3 separate regions of the Sus scrofa genome follow, and all the other regions are linked to region 2. The links are chromatin contacts, called in public Hi-C and HiChIP or PLAC-seq maps. All regions are on one chromosome and are shown on one strand. Each heading gives the region's core, a stretch centred on a gene start, on an enhancer-like site or on the middle of the called end of the contact. The rest is flanking DNA. Distances are from core to core; before and after follow the strand shown.

Evidence for each region. Hi-C and Micro-C count contacts between places; a contact is called where the count stands out from the background. HiChIP or PLAC-seq counts read pairs in DNA pulled down with a chosen protein or histone mark.
Region 1: a contact with region 2 is called in an H3K27ac HiChIP or PLAC-seq map of alveolar macrophages. The contact joins two enhancer-like sites. A contact is called at or near these places in 1 of 47 Hi-C or Micro-C datasets (embryonic fibroblasts) and 1 of 2 datasets of contacts at active chromatin or transcription factors (alveolar macrophages).
Region 3: a Hi-C map of retroperitoneal adipose tissue shows a contact between it and region 2, with 3 times the contacts expected there. The contact joins two enhancer-like sites. A contact is called at or near these places in 17 of 47 Hi-C or Micro-C datasets (alveolar macrophages, embryonic fibroblasts, fetal heart ventricle and 9 more) and 2 of 2 datasets of contacts at active chromatin or transcription factors (alveolar macrophages and skeletal muscle).

Annotation. Positions count from the first base shown.
Region 1 is chr7:57,366,125-57,370,314 of Sscrofa11.1, reverse strand. It overlaps PEAK1 (pseudopodium enriched atypical kinase 1), which reads left to right. Exons shown (of 6, transcript NM_001244188.1): 2 at 3,183-3,264. Among named protein-coding and RNA genes, the nearest start is that of PEAK1, 76 kb to the left of the region's middle. Within about 2 kb of position 1,689, at least 3 of the 83 cell types and tissues checked have an H3K27ac peak or open chromatin away from gene starts, as enhancers often do. A contact at or near this core is called in alveolar macrophages, where this site is marked.
Region 2 is chr7:57,622,311-57,626,588 of Sscrofa11.1, reverse strand. No RefSeq gene overlaps it. Among named protein-coding and RNA genes, the nearest start is that of HMG20A, 120 kb to the right of the region's middle. Within about 2 kb of position 1,763, at least 25 of the 83 cell types and tissues checked have an H3K27ac peak or open chromatin away from gene starts, as enhancers often do. A contact at or near this core is called in alveolar macrophages, liver, omental adipose tissue and 1 more, where this site is marked.
Region 3 is chr7:57,277,544-57,282,312 of Sscrofa11.1, reverse strand. It overlaps PEAK1 (pseudopodium enriched atypical kinase 1), which reads left to right. Exons shown (of 6, transcript NM_001244188.1): 3 at 614-3,873. The coding sequence starts at 728. Among named protein-coding and RNA genes, the nearest start is that of TSPAN3, 92 kb to the right of the region's middle. Within about 2 kb of position 3,247, at least 18 of the 83 cell types and tissues checked have an H3K27ac peak or open chromatin away from gene starts, as enhancers often do. A contact at or near this core is called in alveolar macrophages, liver, omental adipose tissue and 1 more, where this site is marked.

The DNA.
Region 1 (4,190 bases), core at 440-2,939, 260 kb after region 2:
TTTTCATTTTCCCCCGCTGATATGGAACAACTGAATGTTCTAATGTTAAAGATTATTTAATGAGATTAACTAGCCTTTGCCCTGAGAGAGTCTGTTTTAGCTTATTCCAATTTCAGTAAACTATTGTGCCATGTAGAGATATGTTATAATGTCAGGATTTTATGAAAAGTTCTTCAGTACATGCTAATTAAGTGGGATGAGAGTACCTTTTCTAACGTATAAAAATGCACTCTGTCAACTAAAAGATGAAAATATCTTTCTAAACTAAAATCTCTCAAGTTCAAGTGTGAGGTAGTATCTGTAAATGGCAACTGTGTCATATAGTTTCTGAGAAAACTGAAAATCTTTAGTGATTTATTGGTTGTGCTCTATAAATCTTTTTATATGGATGGCTACGTTCGTGAGGTTATATTTGCTGTTTACTGTCCCTCCAGTATTATTTTACACATTTCTCCTCTAAATGTGATCATTTACAACTGTTTTTCTCACTCAAATACTTTAATTTCCTTTCTTCAACAATCTGTGAACAATTACTTCTCATAGCCCCAGATCAAGACATTTTCTCCAAAGAAACGCTAAAATCCGTCTAGTTTCCCTTCTCACTGGCTTTGTATGTATAAGTTTTTTGCCACTTTGTCGTTAGTTCTCTAGTTTCAGTTCAGTTTAACAAAGCTTGTTGTGATGATGTGTGAGCTTGGTGGGGTAGGGAAGTATACTCTGGAGGAGGTGACCCTGGCCCTAAATCTTAAAGAACCAGTAGGAATTTCCTCTTTGTGCAAAGTGTGTAAGTTGATATTAGCAAAGAGAAAAGCATGAAGCTTGACAAATAGTTCAGGATGGCTGTAGGGTGATGAAATGGGAGATAGGAAATGAAGCTGAAGAGATAGCATTGAAGACTTTATATGTGATACTTGGGCATTTATTTTTTGGATGAAGTTGGACTTTCTTCTGGGGGTAATAGAAGGATTACCATTGAAGGATTCTATGATTGAAGGATTTGACATACACAGGGCATGGAAAGATTTTCAATTTATTTATTTATTTTTCTATCTTCCTCCCTGGTTATGTGGAGATCTTTCTTACATGTTTAGGTGTCTGATGTCTTCTGCCAGCGTTCAGTAGGTATTTTGTGAGAACTATTGCACATATAGACCTATTTTTTAATGTATTTGTGGAGAGAGGTGAGTTCCCCATCCTTCTATTCATCCATCTTAATTGGAGCCCTCCTGAGATTTTCATTTTAGACTGATCAATTCTATGGCAGTATGGTAAATGATTTTGAGGTAAGGCAATAGAAAAGGTGGGTAGACCTGTTAAATTACTGATCTGGTCATCCAGATAATGACCAGGATTTTGGATACTATTAATAGGAGTGAAGTTTTGGAAATAGATGTGCAAAGTGTTTAAAAATCAATCAGACATTTAAGGCGACTGGTGAAATGGGATTACTGTCAGACTTTTGAATGTCTTAAGTGCTGTTGAGAAGGAAGGGATGTTAGGGAAAGTTTTATATATATTGTACCTATGGTACTTTCAGGGGGAAACATACAGGACGTAAAAGTGTGAGACTCAGGTGAAAAGTTGGGATTAGAGGTGTTCATGTGAGGGTCCTCTCAGTCCATGTGGGTAGAGTGTGAAGTGGACAGAAAGCTGAGCTCTAAGAGGAAAGGAAAAAGAGGAACCCAAGACTGAAACTGAGAAGGAAAAAGCTCTGTCTTTGCTTAATTTCCCTTGAAAGGAGGACAACTTAATCCTTTTTGTATCCTCAGTAACAGCTTGAATAGTATAGTAAATAGATACTCAGTAAATGGTAGCTACTTATTTTGTTTGGCTAGAAAGCATCTCAGTTACTTTAGATTTTATTTCATATTTTACCCAATTCCATGACTTTACAGGAATTTTGTTTTTGTCTTTTTAGAGCCACAGGTGTGGCATATGGAGGTTTCCAGGCCAGGGGTCGCATCGGAGCTGCAGATGGCAGCCTACACCACAGCCACAGCAATGCCAGATCCGAGCCATGTCTGTCACCTACACCACAGCTCATGGCAACACCAGATCCTTAACCCACTGAGTGGGGCAGGGGATCAAACCTGTGTCCTCATGCATACCAGTTGGGTTCATTACTGCTGAGCCACAACAGGAACCCTGGAAATGTTTTTTTAATTCATACCATTTCATGAGCATCTACTGTGTACTTGACACTATGTTAAATACTTGGTACATGTTATCTGATTTTATCCTTAAAATAATCCTCCAGTGATAGGTTTTATTTTTCCATTTTGTTTTGAAGAACCCGAGGATGAGAAAGATTAAGTGACCTGATTGACTTTTTCACATGCCTACATAATTCCAAATTTCATTTTCTTAACTACCATTGATGAGCTATTATGTATTTAGACCAAAAGACTGCTTGTAGGTATCCTATTTTGGTTGTATTGTGATAATTACTCTGACCCCAAAACACTGATTTATACTAAATTCTGCATTGTCAATCTTGTGTGGATTGGAGTGGTAGTTGGACACCTCTTGTCCTGAGTGCAGTAGGTTTTACTTAATTCTTTTTGTCTTTCTGGGGGCCTATTTCCTCATTTTTCTGTTAGCAGTTTTGCGGATGACTGCTAAATTGCTTAAGGTTTGAAAATCCTGTGTCCATTATTTCGAAAAACTCAAAAACAGCGATTGCTTGGAGTTTTAGAGATCCACAGGATACATGACTGTTTCATGACTCAACTAAAATTATATGTGAAGTATGATGCATATATGTGCATTTTTCTGAGTTTGCAGTTCAGAGCTTGATCTCTTTCTCATAGTTTTGTATACTTTACCATTCACCCATCACTCAAAAGATTAAGAATTATAGCTCCAGAAGTATTTTTGCATATTGTGATGAACTACAGTGTTTTGTGTAATCCCATCCTGAGTAGTTATCTTTAACAAAGTATTGTTATTGATTGAAAGTAACTTTTTGAGATAAAGTTATTTTTTGGCTATTTAAACCTGTAATATTTTCTAAACTAAAATACCTCTTGGTTATTTTATCACTTAAAAACAAGTCCATTAAATTGAACGGGTTTGGTTTATGGTAAGTACTGCCTTATGGGAAATTAAAGAATGCTCAGTTTTGAAGTGTGATTCAAATGACCTTCACTAATACATATTCCCCACTTTGCATCTTCCCCTAGGAAAAGAATATTTGAGGTCCATTTCTAAGGAAAGAAAAGGAAGAAATGACAGAATGCCTAGAGTTGAAACCAGTTAAACTGGGTTTGTACTTTTTCTTTTCTTCGTGTAACATGTTTATTCTAATCTAATCTATTGCAGCATCGGATCTTATCATTTTGAACTTTGTGTTAGTATGGAAGAGACAGAGATATGCCTCTAAGTATTTGTGATGTCTGTGAATATGAACAAGAGAATGATGAAAAGCTAGGTAACAGTCTCATTTTCAGTTAAGAAGCTTGAGAGGTTTGGTAAACTTGTCAAGGTCAAAAGCTCTTAGATAGTCAAACTGGGATTCAAATGCAGGTGTGTTGACTCAAATCCCCATTTGTTTTTCATTATGTCACACTGCTCCTCATTTTATTTAGGTTTAGTTGTTGCACAGGTGCTTATAACTGAAGTTGAGGACCAGGGCCCTGTGTATTTAATTTAAGGAATCTTTCCAATAAAGTAAAAGGCGAGGAAACGTTCTGTATTCCCCTAAAGTTTAGGAGATTAGAGAAGGAAACTAATATTTGTTGAGCACTTCGTATGTGCCAGATACTGTTATAGGATCTTTGTGTGTGTGTGTGTGTGTGTGTGTGTGTGTGTGTCTTTTCTAGGGCCGTACCCGCGGCATATGGAGGTTCCCAGGCTAGGGGTCTAATCGGAGCTGTAGCTGCCAGCCTTCACCAGAGCCACAGCAGCTCGGGATCCAAGCCGCGTCTGCAACCTACACCACAGCTCACAGCCACGCCAGATCTTTAACCCACTGAGCAAGGCCAGGGATCAAACCCGCAACCTTGTGGTTCCTAGTCAGATTCGTTAACCACTGAGCCACGATGGGAACTCCTGTTATAGGATCTTAATGTGAGTTCAGTCGTTTAATTCACATTAGCCAGGTAACATGCTTGGTATTATCCCTGTTCTGAAGAAAGATGAAGAGACCAAAGCTCAGAGAAATAAATTGTCCCAAATTACATAGTAAGAAA
Region 2 (4,278 bases), core at 514-3,013:
TTCAGTGTCGCAGCAGAGTTGAGGCTCAGTGCAGGAGGAGGTCAGGGCTCCATCTGTGAGGAGAGTCAGGGCTCAATGTCTGACCAGGGTAAGTAAGGGCTCAGGGTGTGCGGAGTCAGGCCTCTGTGTGTGCCCAAGTCTGGACTCCAGGTTCAAAGCTCTTAGTGTGACCAAGGTGGTGTCTCCACATGTGCCCAGGGTCAGGGCTCTGAGTCTGATCAGGTTTGGGCTCCACATGACCAGGGTCGGAGTTCCATGTGTGACCAAGGTGGGGGCACAGTATGTTTCCAGGTTCGGGGCTCCATGTGTGAGAAGGGTCAGGACTCGGTGTATGAGCAGGACTCGTCTGGGACTGGGGTCAGGTTCAGTCAGGAGTCTCTCATTCTCAAATCTACATCCCTTCCTTGCTGATCAGGTCGGGCACATGACCTGGCCCCTAGATTTCCCTGGGCAGATCAGCTATGAACGCTGGGCTCCTACTGTCCCCATGGCTTGAATGCAGTGCTGCTTTTGTCCCACAGCCCCCTGGCTGTCTTGCCTGTAGCAACATATCATAATCAACCAGGGTAGGGCTCCTGGTCCCCTGCCCCTGCTCCTCCTGTGTTTCCGACCTTCATTCCTGCTGGCAGCCTTTGTTCCATGTGGTCCTAGGAGAGCTGAAAACGGGGGCTCTTTAGGGATCTAGAGAAGATGTATTTATTTAGCCAGGGAGCCATCAAGGTCTAGAGCTGGGAATTCGTGAGAGTTTCTGGTCCCAGACGTGCCCCCACCTCACTAAGTGATGCCAGGCCCTTCCTTCTCATGTCTGAACCCCCAAGCCCCCAAGTGTGACCAGAAGAGGCTAAACTAGCTGACTCCAATGACCTTGCTGCCACATCTTCCTGAGAGGCGACAGGCAGGAGATGGTTAGTGCTGCTCTGGGTGGGAGGGTGCTGGGAGCCAGGGCAGGACAGGGGCTGGCGGGCATCAGGCATCACTGTCCGGTGTTCCAGCCCTTCTGTCTGTGAGGACACGGCTGTGAAATGTAAGTAAAACCCAAGGCTAATTTCCTCGGTCAGAAGGAGGAGGCACTGCAGCATTTTCAAACCCTAATTAAACCCGCTCGGGCGGTGTAACACCAAAATCAGTTCCAAGATCAATATTGCTATTCATTTAGAAGTGTAACGAGGTTAGAGAGGTGAGCAAAGGAAATAATTAACTCATTTGCAGCCTTTTTAAACAGAAACAGTCATTTTAATCTCCAGGGTAATTAGCTATGCTCTGTCCATCAATCATGACTGAGGCCATTATTTTAAGTATTTGATTAATCAAGAGGGAGGGGGTTAAGGCACCCCTCCCAGCGGTTACAGGCCACCCCCAGCCCCAGTTGGGGATGACCCCTGGGTCGGCAGGACGAACCCTTTTCAGAGAGACTGGCAGGGTGGAGCCAACCACACTTGGGGTCCCCCCCACTGCGCCCCGGGTGAGGCAGTTTGGGCAGGTGAGGTAGCGGCTCCCTCTTCTGTCAGTCTGATGCAAGAGGAACAGACCCGCCCTGGGCTTGGAAGTGCTGGGAGCCAGGAGGTCCAGGTTCTGGTCCAGAAACTGCCCCCGACTTGCTGCTTGACCTCCAACAACAACAGGTCCCTTCCACCTCTGGGCCTTGGCGTCTCCCTCTGTCTTAGGTTGAGTCAGATGCCAGATGAATTAGCCAGAAGCTCACCGGTTCTAAGTGCCCAGGGGCCTCCAGCCACTGGAGGGCAGCAGAGCCCCAGGGACCCCTGAGCCCAAGGCCTGGGCTGTCCGGAAGGGGGCGGCGGCCAAGCCAGAGCTGTTCCCTGTGTCAGCCTGGGTTATGGCTGATGCTGTCAGAGATGTTTGGTCTGCCAGCCTCAGGATTCACGGGGCCTGAAGAGGCAGGTGTCAGCAGTTATTCTTCCCATTTAGCAGATGAGGCACTGAGGCCTCGGAGAAGGACTGAGCGAGGGCCGGACAGTGAGTGAGTCACACCCAGGTCCTGAAACTCAGAGGGGATGGGGTGGAGGGTGAGGCGGGCAAAGCTGACGCAGGCTGTCCTCTTTGGCTATCTAACAGCCCAGGCTTAGTCGCCCTCAGCAGCCAGAGGATCCTCAAAGACCCTGGGCCTGTCCCTCTCACATCGGAGAAGAGGGAAACTGAGGCCCAATGAGAAAGACAAAGCGGGAACAGGTAGTGGGCACTCAGTGGGAGAAGGAGCTGTAAGGCAGCAAGCAGAGGGCTGGGTACCCCAGCAGAGGCAGAGTGGAGGGGCTGTCAGGGCAGGCTTCCTGAGGGAGGTGACCTCTGAGCAGAGTCAAAGGGCAGAGAAGAGCCTTTCCAGGCAGGGAGAGAAGAGTAAGAACAGGCCAAGTACATGGTGAGTTTGGTATGGCTGGAGCATGGGTTACGCGGGCAGCAGCGGGATGCGACCCCAGGGAGGTGATGAGGGGCCTGGGCCTCAGGTTGGCCATGGATGTTGATCTGAGGAGGCTGGCGGGGAGGCTGGGTGTTTAGGGCCATGGTGGGGGGTGGGGGGTTGGGTGCATACCGCCCGGCTCCATGGGGCCCCTGGGGTGTCCCCTCTGAAGCAGCTGTGCTGAGCCTGGGGCTTGCCCTGTGGGTGGATGACCTGCCTGGGAAACCCCACCTTAGTGCCATCTGCCCTCTCTGGGGTCCTGCTGAGAAAGGCGGAGTTTCTGGGAGGGCAGGGGCCAGGGAGTGGCTGAGTCACTAAAGGGTTCTGGCAAGTCAGGGGTTGGGGGAAAGGAAATGAGGATAAAAAGGAGAGTGGGGGAAAACATGGGTGAGCCCTCCCTGACTTCCTTCTCAAGCCCGTCCAAGTGAGGGCTCACTGCCCTGCACCATACCAGCACAGGAAATGCCTCTTCTTGGATGCCTCCAACTCTGGGAAGCTCACTACCTCAAACAGCACTGAGAAGGAGAAATTCCCTTTAACTGTTAAGTCTACTCTCTTCTCTATAGTCATCGGCTTTGTGCCTGGGGTGCACTGAGAGCCCGGCCTGACAGTCTTCCCAGGAACATGGTCTGGGTCCTGGAGTTGCAGTACCCACTCCCTCAGGCAGGCAGAAAGTACAGACTGTGATCATTGGCTGATTAGCAACCCAGAAAGGCCAGGGGGCTTGGCTGGGTTGCCCAGCTGGCTCGGGGTTGGAGGGGAGCCTTCCAGCACCATCTCTACAGGTGGGGGGAAGCAGGAAGGATGGGAATGAGGAAGCAGAAGGAGGAGGAAGAGGAAAAGAAGGGAGGGAGGAGGAAGGAAGAGCAGGATGGGGCTGGGTGCTTGGTTGCTAGGAGCAACAGCAAGGCATTCGGAGAAGGCACCAGATGCTGAGGAGGGCTGCAGGAGGAGGGGAGCTGGGGTCCAGGTGGCATATCCAGGGCTCTCAGGGCTCTCAGGGCTCCGGATAGCAAGGACCCCAGGAGGCCCTGGTGTGTATGGAGGCCCCGGTGGAAGTTCCTCAGTGGCTGCTCTGCCCTGACCTACCCAGAGGCAGCCTTTAGGAGAGGAAGCAGGGGAGGGGAGAGCTGAGCCTCCCACATTTGTAAGCTCCCCACAGTTGCTTTCACTCTTGGGGCTACAATTTGTCTGGGACTCCAGAGTTCAAGTAGTTGCCAAGGCTGGGGCTGGAGCAGGGCTGGGGAGGAATGCTTAATCCAAAGCTGGCAGCCTTGCCCAGGCCCTCTGGGACCTGCTGGGGCATCAGCCTGCCCTCCACTCCTCCCTGCTTCTATCCAGGGGAGGAAAGTTACAGAGAAATACACGCTGAAGCCTCCAGACCTCTGAGGCTTTGGGATATTCCCAGCCCCTCTGCATTTCATTTTCTGTGTTTATAAAATAGGGCAAATAACCTTGCCCTTGAATGTGTTTATCAACGATTGAGTCTATACGCATGTGAGCATCTCTTGTTAAGACAGTAAGAAATAAGAGAGGAAAAAAAAGGTGATAAAAGGAAGGGCGGCCCCATTTAGGTTGCATTTACCCTGTGCCAGGGAGGACTGTGTACTCCCTTTTTCCAGATTAGCCAACTGAGGCCCAGAGAGAGCTGATTAGGGAAATTGTAACACAAAACGGTAAGACACCAAAGCCTTCTTGCTGTTGCTCCCACCAGGACCTTTCTGAAGCCACCCTTGGGGTCATCTCCCAGGTCAGAACCATCTCTGACATTTATGTCTAGATTCCAAAACCCCACTTCCAGAGCATCCGCCCTGCTCAGCCCACCCCATCTCCTCTCCCTAACCTGCTGGCTGCAGGATAAAGCT
Region 3 (4,769 bases), core at 1,998-4,497, 350 kb after region 2:
TGGTGTAGGTTGCAGACGCGGCTCGGATCCTGCGTTGCTGTGGATCTGGCGTAGGCCAGAGGCTACAGCTCCGATTCGACCCCTAGCATGGGAACCTCCATATGCCGCAGGAGCGGCCCAAGAAATAGCAAAAAAGACAAAAAAAAAAAAAAAAAAAAAAAGAATGGTCTGAAGGCTTGGGAGTTCCCATTGTGGCTCAGCGGGTTAAGAACCTGACATAGTGTCCTTGAGGATGCGAGTTTGATCTCTGGCCTAGCTCCATGGATTAAGGATCTGGCATTACCATAAGCATAGGTCACAGATGTAGCTTGGATCCAGCTTGGCTGTGGCTGTGGCGTAGGCTGGCAGCTGCAGATCCAATTCAACCCCTAGCCCAGGAACTTCCATATGCTACAAGTGCAGCCTTAAAGAAAATTAAAAAAAAAAAAAAAACCCTAACATTCCAAAATACTGATTGGCCAAGGAGAGTACATAAAGTACCCAAATTAGTTGTCTCTCTTTTAACCTAAGAAAAATTTAGGAATGGAGCCAATTTTTTTCAAATCATTCATCACGATAAGCCTCATAGTGCCTTTTCCATTCAGATTTTCTTCTTCTCTCCCCCCCCCAACAGATTGATCACACTTACAAAAGCTGCTATGAAACAGAGGGGAGGTGAAAACTAACAGATGAAAATTTTGCCATGCACTGAAAGGAAAGCATTGTCTGTGAAGTTCTGTATTTAAAAATGTCTGCTTGTAACACCTTTACTGAACACGTTTGGAAACCTGGTGAATGCAAGAACTGCTTTAAACCTAAAAGCTTACACCAGCTCCCCCCAGACCCTGAAAAGGCACCCATCACCCATGGCAATAAAACTAATGCCAACCATAGTAACAACCACCGAATCAGGAACACCGGAAATTTCCGGCCTCCTGTGGCTAAAAAGCCAACTATAGCTGTGAAGCCCACTATGATGGTGGCAGATGGGCAAAGTGTGTGTGGAGAGCTTAGTATCCAAGAAAACTGTGAGAACAAACCTGTCATCATAGGATGGAATCGAAACAGAACGGCCTTGAATAAGAAACCACTTAACAATAATAATGAAGATGATATTGAAGGATTTAGCCATGTTCCTAAGCCTTATGACAATAATGATAGTGCAAAGAAGGTATCAAATAACAATAATGGACTAACTGAAGTGTTGAAGGAGATAGCAGGCTTAGATACCACCCCTCAGGTAAAAGGAAATGAAACAAACTCCAGAGAAACCTTCTTAGGAAGAATAAATGATTGCTATAAGCGATCACTGGAAAGAAAGCTTCCGCCAAGTTGCATGATGGGCGGGATAAGGGATACTCAGGGCAAGCATGTTATTCTGAGTGGAAGCACAGAAGTGATCAGTAATGAAGGAGGCCGATTCTGTTACCCAGAGTTTTCTAGTGGCGAAGAGAGTGAGGAAGATGCGCTTTTCAGTAACATGGAGGAGGAGCATGAGAGCTGGGATGAGAGTGATGAAGAGCTGCTGGCCATGGAGATTCGTATGAGAGGGCAACCTCGCTTTGCCAACTTTAGGGCAAACACTTTGTCTCCTGTTCGATTCTTTGTGGACAAAAAATGGAATACTGTCCCCCTGCGAAATAAATCTCTTCAGAGAATCTGTGCTGTCGACTATGATGACAGTTATGATGAAATCCTGAATGGTTATGAAGAGAATTCTGTGGTCTCCTATGGACCAGGAAGCATTCAGAGCATGGTGTCATCTGACTCCACATCCCCAGATTCCTCTTTAACAGAAGAATCACGGTCCGAGACAGCCAGTAGTTTATCCCAGAAGGTTTGTAATGGGGGACTATCTCCCGGTAACCTGGGGGATTCTAAGGACATGAAGGAAAGTGAGCCCAATTGTGAAAGCCCCAGTGGTAATAATCAGGAGAAGACCTCAGCACAAGCATCCAAAAGCTCAGTAAAAGTTCCAGAGACACACAAAGCGGTCCTTGCTCTCCGATTAGAAGAGAAAGATGGCAAGATTGCCGTTCAGACTGAGAAGCAAGAAAGTAAAGCCTCTACAGATATTGCTGGGCAAGCAGTAACTATAAACCTCGTTCCTGTAGAAGAGCAAGCAAAGCCATACCGAGTAGTGAATCTGGAGCAGCCATTGTGCAAGCCTTACACTGTCGTGGATGTGTCAGCAGCCATGGCCAGTGAGCACCTCGAGGGCCCCGTTACCAGCCCCAAAACGAAGAGCTCATCTTCTACTCCTAACTCTCCAGTGACATCCCCTGCATTGACATCAGGACAAGTAAGTGCCCATTTCCAAAAATCCAGTGCAATCCGCTACCAGGAAGTCTGGACTTCCAGTACCAGTCCACGACAGAAGATACCTAAAGTAGAATTAATTAGCGGTGGGGCCGGACCAAATGTCCCTCCAAGGAAAAACTGTCACAAATCGGCACCTACTTCACCCACGGCTACAAACATTTCCTCCAAAACTATCCCTGTTAAGTCACCTAATTTGTCTGAAATAAAATTTAATAGTTATAACAATGCTGGTATGCCACCTTTTCCAATTATCATTCATGATGAGCCAACTTATGCTCGGAGCTCCAAAAATGCTATCAAAGTTCCCATTGTCATCAATCCAAATGCATATGACAATCTAGCCATTTACAAAAGTTTTCTCGGAACAAGTGGAGAACTTTCAGTGAAGGAAAAAACCACAAGTGTAATAAGCCATACTTATGAAGAAATAGAAACTGAAAGCAAAGTGTCTGATAACACCACTAACAAACCCACTGAATGTCCCCAAGCTAAAGGGTTTTCAAACAGCACAGAGCGTAAAAGGGGCTCAGTGGCTCAGAAGGTTCAGGAGTTTAACAGCTGTCTTAACAGAGGTCAGTCTTCACCGCAGAGAAGCTATAGTTCCAGCCACAGCTCCCCAACAAAGCCCCAGAGAACCACTCAAGAACCTGTGGCCAAAACAGAAAGCACTCAGGAGTCTCAGGTCGTGAGCAACAGCAGCAGCACCAGGGAGAAAGCGAGCACAGTGCTTTCTCAGATTGTAGCTTCTATCCAACCCCCACAGTCTCCTCCAGAAATGCCCCAGTCTGGCCCTAAAGCTTGCAGCGTGGAAGAGCTTTATGCAGTTCCTCCCGATGCCAGTGTTGCTAAGAGCACACCTAAGAGCACACCGGCCCGGCCCAAATCTCTCTTCACATCCCAGCCCAGTAGTGAGACTGAAGCAGCACCTCAGACCACAGAAAGTCCTACCACCAAAGTACAGAAAGATCCACTCATGAAGCCAGTCACCACTCCCCCCTCCAAATTAGTGACTAACCCCCCAAATGAGCCACCACCTCCCTTTCCCCCACCACGCTCTACATCCTCCCCTTACCACGCAAGTAACCTTTTGCAGAGGCATTTCACCAACTGGACCAAGCCAACCAGCCCTACCAGGTCCACAGAAGCTGAATCAGTTCTGCACTCAGAAGGCAGCAGACGGGCAGCTGATACAAAACCTAAACGCTGGATATCATTTAAAAGTTTCTTCCGCCGTCGGAAAACAGATGAGGAAGAAGACAAAGAGAAAGACCGAGAGAAAGGGAAGCTGGTGGGCCTGGATGGCACGGTCATCCACATGCTGCCCCCTCCTCCAGTTCAGCGCCACCACTGGTTCACAGAAGCAAAGGGGGAATCCAACGAGAAGCCAGCCATTGTCTTCATGTACAGGTGTGAGCCTGCCCAAGGCCAGCTCAGTGTGGATCAGGGCAAAGCCAGGGCAGAGCAGTCAGCAGTCACAGAGAGGAGTGGAATGGAGGATGGGTTACTACAGGACTCAGAGAAGAAGAAAAGAAGTCACTCTTCTCCATCACAGATACCTAAGAAAATTCTCAGGTATGTAAAAGAGGCTGGCAGAATGTGGGGATTTTTTAAAACATTTTCAGATGCTAAGGTTTTTTGCATCCCTAAGATTGTATAAGAGCCATTTTTGTTTGTGAGTAGCACTCAGCGGCCATCATCTGTCTCTATAACTGCATTCCAAGATTAGAATATTATTAAAGTGATTTTATTGCAGTGAACAAGGTTTATGCTCCTGGATTTTTTAGCTAAAGTAACCTGCAGCATTCCAGTAAATGCAAAGGGGCTTTACCATAGAAAAGCAAATCCGTAACACTTTAATAGCAATAAGTAATATGTTGCTTTGAAATATGCTATGACAGTGTGAGGAAGAAACGGGATCAAATGGGTAAATGGTGGTACTGTTCTTTTCTTCATGGTAAATGAAATCAAACTCTTTAAGCAGGCTTTTTCTTTTGGTGGGGATTAGGAGAGCTTTCATTGAGGTGTTATCTCTATATGCATTTTTTAAAAGGACTGTATTTTTTTTTTTATTGCTGTCTCTTTCTGTCCTTATTTCAAGTGTTGTGGAAAGGTGGGGGAAAGAGCAAGCAGTTTATAATTGTTTAACATGTAGATGAAATAAGAGAAGTGGTTATTGAGATTGAGACCCAGTGTTACAATCTTCTATCCAACTAGTACACCCACATCAGTTTTCTAAGCATTAGTTTTCTTTTACCTTGAGTAACCTACCGTCTATAAGGTTCATTGATCACCTACCCTGTATATATCTCAAATCCTTGTAACAGCCCTACAAACTGGTTGTATATTTCCCTTGAGGAAACTAAAAATCAGAGAAATTAACTGGCCAGATTCACGAGGCTAGTAATTGTCAAAGTCAGAATTCAAACCCTGATCTATCTCACTGTAAAATTTGTATTCTTTCAATAATG